Linked DNA regions of Anser cygnoides: region 1 is linked to region 2. The links are chromatin contacts, called in public Hi-C maps. All regions are on one chromosome and are shown on one strand. The core of a region is the stretch at or near the end of the contact, and the rest is flanking DNA. Distances in the headings are between cores, read along the strand shown. Region 1 holds the start of ANTXR2 (ANTXR cell adhesion molecule 2). Region 2 holds the start of PAQR3 (progestin and adipoQ receptor family member 3).

Region 1 (2,700 bases), core at 180-2,679, 400 kb after region 2:
TAATCAGATTGCCATCTTTATCTAGATCTCTAAAAGCAGTATACATGAAATGCTGTATGAGAAGTATCTCCCTGTGGTTCTGGGAAAAATATGTATGAGAAGTATTTCCCTGTGGTTCAGGGAAAAATAAGGGCGGAAAAAGAGGAATTCACCCCTAAAAGTACTTTGAGAGTCTTAAGTGTTTAAAGATGCTTACTATCGCCTTTTTACTGAGTTCCAAACATGAGAAAATTAAGGGAAAGTTTCCAATATTTTCTCGCAATCAGGGCATTAGAAGCCAAACTCTTAACATGTTTGTGAGAGGGATTTACCGAGCTTACAAAAACGTGGGCTTTCTCAAGCTATCCCAGAATTAGAGACACTGCAAGGAACAAAACGCACCTCACAAATCTTTCCGTCAGTTGATGCACGAAATCAAATATCTCGTGCCAGTTCTGTGCTACGCTCCCAGACCTGGAAAGAAAACCAGAAGCGTGTGAGTCGTAGGCCTGAGTTACGGAAAGGGGGGGGGAGGAAGGGGGCATTTCCAGCGAGATCCAGCCCCCCCAGGACTGTTTGCTCCCCTCAGGACCCCCCGGAGGTTCCCGGGGGCGGTTCTGGGGCCGTTTCCCGGCGGGGCAGCGAGCAGCAGCCGAGCCCGGCCGCCGCAAACTTCCCCGCCACAAACACCGCCGGCAGCTGCCGCGGGGGAGGGGCGGCAGCTGCCCAAAAAACGGCCACCGCCGGCACTATTTTACTCAGAAAACGCCTTTTTACCTCACAAAAACAAAAATTAAAAAAAATAAAAATAAAAAACACAACGCTGCCCACTCGCCGCTGCGGCGACCGTTAGCCCGGTGCGGCGGCCGTTGAGCGCGGTGCGGGGACCGTTAGCACGATGAGGCGAGCCCCGTGTGGGGACCGTTAGCCCCGTGTGGGGACCGTTAGTCCGGCCGGGGCGGCGAGCCCCGTGTGGGGGCGGTTAGCCCGGTGAGGCGACCGTTAGCCCCGCGTGGCGGCCGTTCGCCGCCCCCTCAGCCCCCGCGCAGCCCTTACTTGTCCAGCACGAAGTACATGTCGAAGGCGCCGTGGCACGACGGCTGCTCCGGGACCGGGGCGGCAGCGGCGGGCGGCAGCGGGAGCAGCAGCAGCAGCAGCAGCGGCGGCAACGAGAGCGGCGGAGGCGGCGTTGGCAGAGCGGGCCCCGCCATGGGGCCTCGGGGCGGCGGCGAGGGGACGCGGGGGCCCGGCGCGGCCGTGCTGCCGCTCAGCGGGCGCGGGCGCTGCTCGAGTGGCCGCCCCTCGCCCGCCGCCGCCGCTCGCCCGGCCCGGCCCGGCCCGGCCCTTCCCCGCTCGTCAGCGGCGGCGCCTGAGGCGGGGGCCGGGGCCGGGCGGGCTCGGCCCGCCTCCCTCACCGCCCCCCCCCGGCCCCGTTGGCCACCCGCAGCCCCGACCAGGGCGACCCGGCTCCGCCACAGGCGCCTCCCCGCCTGACGGGGTGCCAGCCCGGCTCGGCCGTGCCGTGCCCTCCCCTCAGCCGCTGCCCTGCCTGGGTTTTCGTCCCGCCGGCTTTCTGAGGCAAGTTTGAGAGCCGCCGAGAGCCGAGCGAGGCGATTGCGACACGCCACGGGGCTTGGAGTCCCCGCGGGCGGTGCAAACTCAGAAGCGAGGCACAGCCGGGGCGCCCCGAGCCTGGCGTGCTGCCCGCCGACAGCCCCCTGAACGCTGGGACCGCAGCCTGTGCGAGCCTGCCGCCCTCTGAGCAGACTGAACCACCAGCCTCCTCACGTTGCGTCTTTTTAAACTATTGTTATTATTTTTAGATCACTACTTCCCTTTGTAGGCACTCATCCTAGCGTTCTTTGCCAGTTCAAAGACCACTCAAGTTCTTTTTTTCCCCCGAATCAACCAAAGGCTGTTCCAAGTCGTGTTACATCCGTGCGCGTTAACCATTTTCTCGTTTCAGAAACCAGCTCCGATAGACCCAAACTGTTGCTCTGGGACTGCGCACGTGGTAACCACCAAACTGCACCGCTTCACAATAGACTTTGCCATGCTAAATATAGAGCAAGCATTTGGTTTGAAGCATAAGCTGGATCCTTCGCAGTGAACATGAGGCACTGTAGAAAGCGTCACTTTATGCTGCAAGAATATTATCTCTTCAGAGTTTGCCATCTGGGGCCTCAGGTTTTCGCAGGAAGTTCAAATATGCTTTATAATCTTAAAATATTATCTGAAGGATAAAAAGATGCGTGAATTTTCTCTGATGAAAAATTCTAGCCACGAGCTGCATAGACCAAATTATCTCCCAAGTTAAAAATAAATGTCTAGCCTCTAGTTCTTTGTTTCCTGTACGGAGTTTTTGCCACAAGCACTATGTGATGAGTGATTGACAGGATTTCAAATAAAGTTGGTTATTCTTTTGTTCACCATTTTGTTTTAACAGCATCTGATACGAGCGGCTTTAATTTCCAGTGGGCTGCATTCACAGCTATGATGCAGGGAAGCTGAAGGTGCGGGGCTCTCCAGCGCCAGAGAACTCAGGAGACTTCAGGTTTAGGGCTAGGCTGGGCATTCTTCCTCACCATGCATTAAGCTACATTTTTCTAGCCAAGTAATATGTCCTAGAGCTCTCAGATTTACCAAAAATGTGTCTCCTGCCATGATATCAATCATGGGAGCAATAAATCAGTAAGGTTGTCCAACTGTGGCAAGATAAAA
Region 2 (2,700 bases), core at 22-2,521:
CTGCCAGTAGTCAATGGAAAATAACCCAACCTTCTCTAGCGGCCTGAAGAAATAAAAAACTTTGCAAGACTTGATAACCATGGGCTGCACAGCAAACAAAATAAGGGTACAGTGGCCTAGAGCACGAGGCCAAAAAGGTTCTAGTACACACGGAAGCAGGGTCGTACACACTTTTTTTACGGGTAGTGTCTTCTAATAGAGCTTCGGCAGTCAAATCATGATGCGAAGTGCTATCACTGGTGCTGAGTACAGATTTAATCTGAAGCACACAAGCTCTTGCTCATCTTGGGTAAAAGATTAGAATAAAAACCCTGCTGTGATTCCAGACTGGCATCAAAATATGGCTGCTGTTTTCAGCAGAAACTGAAGCCAGCTGCAGGCATGCTAGTGAATGTGGACCCCACACCCAACAGAAGCTGTGCAGTACAGCCTTGGCTGTTCTTTGCAGATTTTGTTATAGGCTGACCCATGCTCAGCCCTCCTGACTTGATTCTTACATTCAAGAAGTCAAAATCAACTCCACCACGGAGCTTGCTGGTTACCTTCACAAAGAATGGAATTTAAAGCACGGCAGGCCTGAGCTCGGCCTGTCCTGCTCCGGGCCGGCTCCAGCCCTACGCAGAAGGACCATCAGAGGCCCCGCAGCGCTCCCGCTGTGGACGCGGGCACCATTAATTTGGCTCCCGGGCCGCGCTACCTGGAAGCAGAAGAGGCAGACGAAGCAGATGACGAAGTCCTCTCGGGAGGCACCTGCCGCCGGCAGGACGGCCACCAGGTCGTAGACACCCAGAGCGAAGAATAGTAGGAAGCCGAGCAGGTGGCTCCAGATGTTGACGGTCTCGTTGGAGAGGATGAAGAGGCTGCGGGGAAGAAGAAGAGCAGGGCTCGGGCCGGGATGGCAGCCCGGGGGCCCGACCCACCGCCACGGCGGCCTCCCCCGCTCACCTCTTGAGGCAGAGGCGGGCGGGCAGGTAGGCGCGGTAGCCGTCGGTGATGTAGGGGTTGTCCTTCAGGAACACGGGGATCTGCTCGTACGTGTACAGGCGAATGTCGCGGGGCACCATTATGGGCCAGTACTGGTAGCCGCCCAGCTCGATGTAGTGCGAGCTCCGCAGCAGCTTCTGCTGCATCTCGCCCGCCCCGCCGCCGCCGCCGCATCGGCCCGCGCCCCGCAGGCCTGTCGCGACGATCGCGACCGCCGCCCGCCCGGCGCCTCAGCCCCGCTCCCCTCAGCCGGGGCCCGGCTGGCGGCGGCCGTAACCCGCCCGCCTCAGCGGCGCGAGGCGATGACGTAGCGCGGGGCGGCCGCCGGGGGTGGCCGTTGGGCCCCGTCAGGGGGGTTCTGGGGGGCGGTATGGCGCTGCTGTCGTGAGGGGGGTCGTAAAAGAAAGGGCGCTTATCGCTGAGAAGCTTAGGCAAAAACGCTTTAAAATCAAACGTTTTTTAAAGAGGGGTCCAAAGTTAGCAAATAAGCAGGAAATGTGGGCTCAAAGCAGGCAGCGTAGAGCTCGGAGTGCTGAGAAGGGGTGGCTGGTGAGAGCCTCGCCCCCTGCAAGAGGAACCTCTGGTTACTTCATACAACGATTATATACCATTAACGTCTTCTTTTTCTCCTGTTTACTCTCAGTATAAAATATTAGGACTGAAGAAGACTCTTCCAGAGGATTTGCTTTACCAATTTTTATTTAAAAAAACAGCTACTGAGGGTAAGAGAGAGAGTGCTGTCTGTAGGTTTGTGCCCGTTGCACCATGCCAATAAGCACACAGAGTCAGTAGTTTTATTTTTTTATTTTATCCAAAAATAGCATTAGTAGGTGTTAACTGGACCCCTATCCTCGTATCTGTCTCTGAAGTTAAAAACAATTGTCCTGAGTGGTGCTCCTTGTTCACTGAGCTGTTCCTCCCTTCTGGTAATGCACCATGCTATATTTTTCAAAGGTCTTTTCTCTTGTTTAAACCAAATGTGGACATATTTCACTGAGGTGCTGTGACAAGAACAGAGCATTTTCCCATGGCAGAGAGATTTGTATGGTGAAGTAAAAGACCCAGGATGAGGGGCATTTGAAATCTGAGAATGACCGTAAAGACCAGGTGTTTGAGTCCCAGAAATAGCCTGATAACCAGCTGTGATGCGTAACCCAGAAACTTCCATGTTACACCACTTGTTTATACCAGTTAAGTTCATTCTGGTCAACAACAGCTCTTGAATATTTCAAGCTATTATTCAATTTGATTTCTGCACATGAATGCTCTGAAATTCTGTTCCTCCTACCTCTGCAGAGCTGCTGACAGTTCCTCGTGCCTTTTCCCTCCTCTTTAGCTGGTCTGAATGCTGGGTACGTTTTTCTCCTGTATGTACTGCAGGACTTTGCAGAGGTACCCCGAGGAAGCATGTTCATATCAGTAACTCAGCAGCCTTAGCTTTAATTTTCTTGTGTTCACCTTTCTGGGACATCTCAGAAGCACACCTTTAAATAGCTCTTTCCTCTTTGTTTCTGTCTTCTTTTCCATATGGCTTCTCTCCTTCACGTTTTACCCTAGCTGGATATTAAAGTAATAATATTAAATTCTTTAAGAATGCGCAGACAAAGCACATTCGGAAGGATCCCTAGGCATAGTTGTGACTGGAGGAGAGAGACAGGGAAAGCTCACGTGGCTATGTTTAGGATGGAGCACGGGATATCCCTTCTGTAGGCAGCA

What was found. A called contact is a pair of places that touch in the nucleus more often than the background predicts.
Region 1: a Hi-C map of liver shows a contact between it and region 2, with 2.0 times the contacts expected there. The contact joins the promoter of ANTXR2 here to the promoter of PAQR3 in region 2. A contact is called at or near these places in 2 of 7 Hi-C or Micro-C datasets (granulosa cells and liver).

What each region holds. Positions count from the first base shown.
Region 1 is chr4:31,371,694-31,374,393 of Taihu_goose_T2T_genome, forward strand. ANTXR2 (ANTXR cell adhesion molecule 2) reads right to left here and starts at 1,430. Exons shown (of 17, transcript XM_048074492.2): 1 at 1,036-1,430; 2 at 382-453. The coding sequence starts at 1,190. It overlaps LOC136790794 (a long non-coding RNA gene), which reads left to right and starts at 1,418. Exons shown (of 3, transcript XR_010831386.1): 1 at 1,418-1,557; 2 at 1,946-2,700.
Region 2 is chr4:30,967,694-30,970,393 of Taihu_goose_T2T_genome, forward strand. PAQR3 (progestin and adipoQ receptor family member 3) reads right to left here and starts at 1,272. Exons shown (of 7, transcript XM_066996590.1): 1 at 946-1,272; 2 at 698-860. The coding sequence starts at 1,130. LOC106041884 (a long non-coding RNA gene) reads left to right here and starts at 1,331. Exons shown (of 10, transcript XR_010831395.1): 1 at 1,331-1,533; 2 at 1,628-1,706.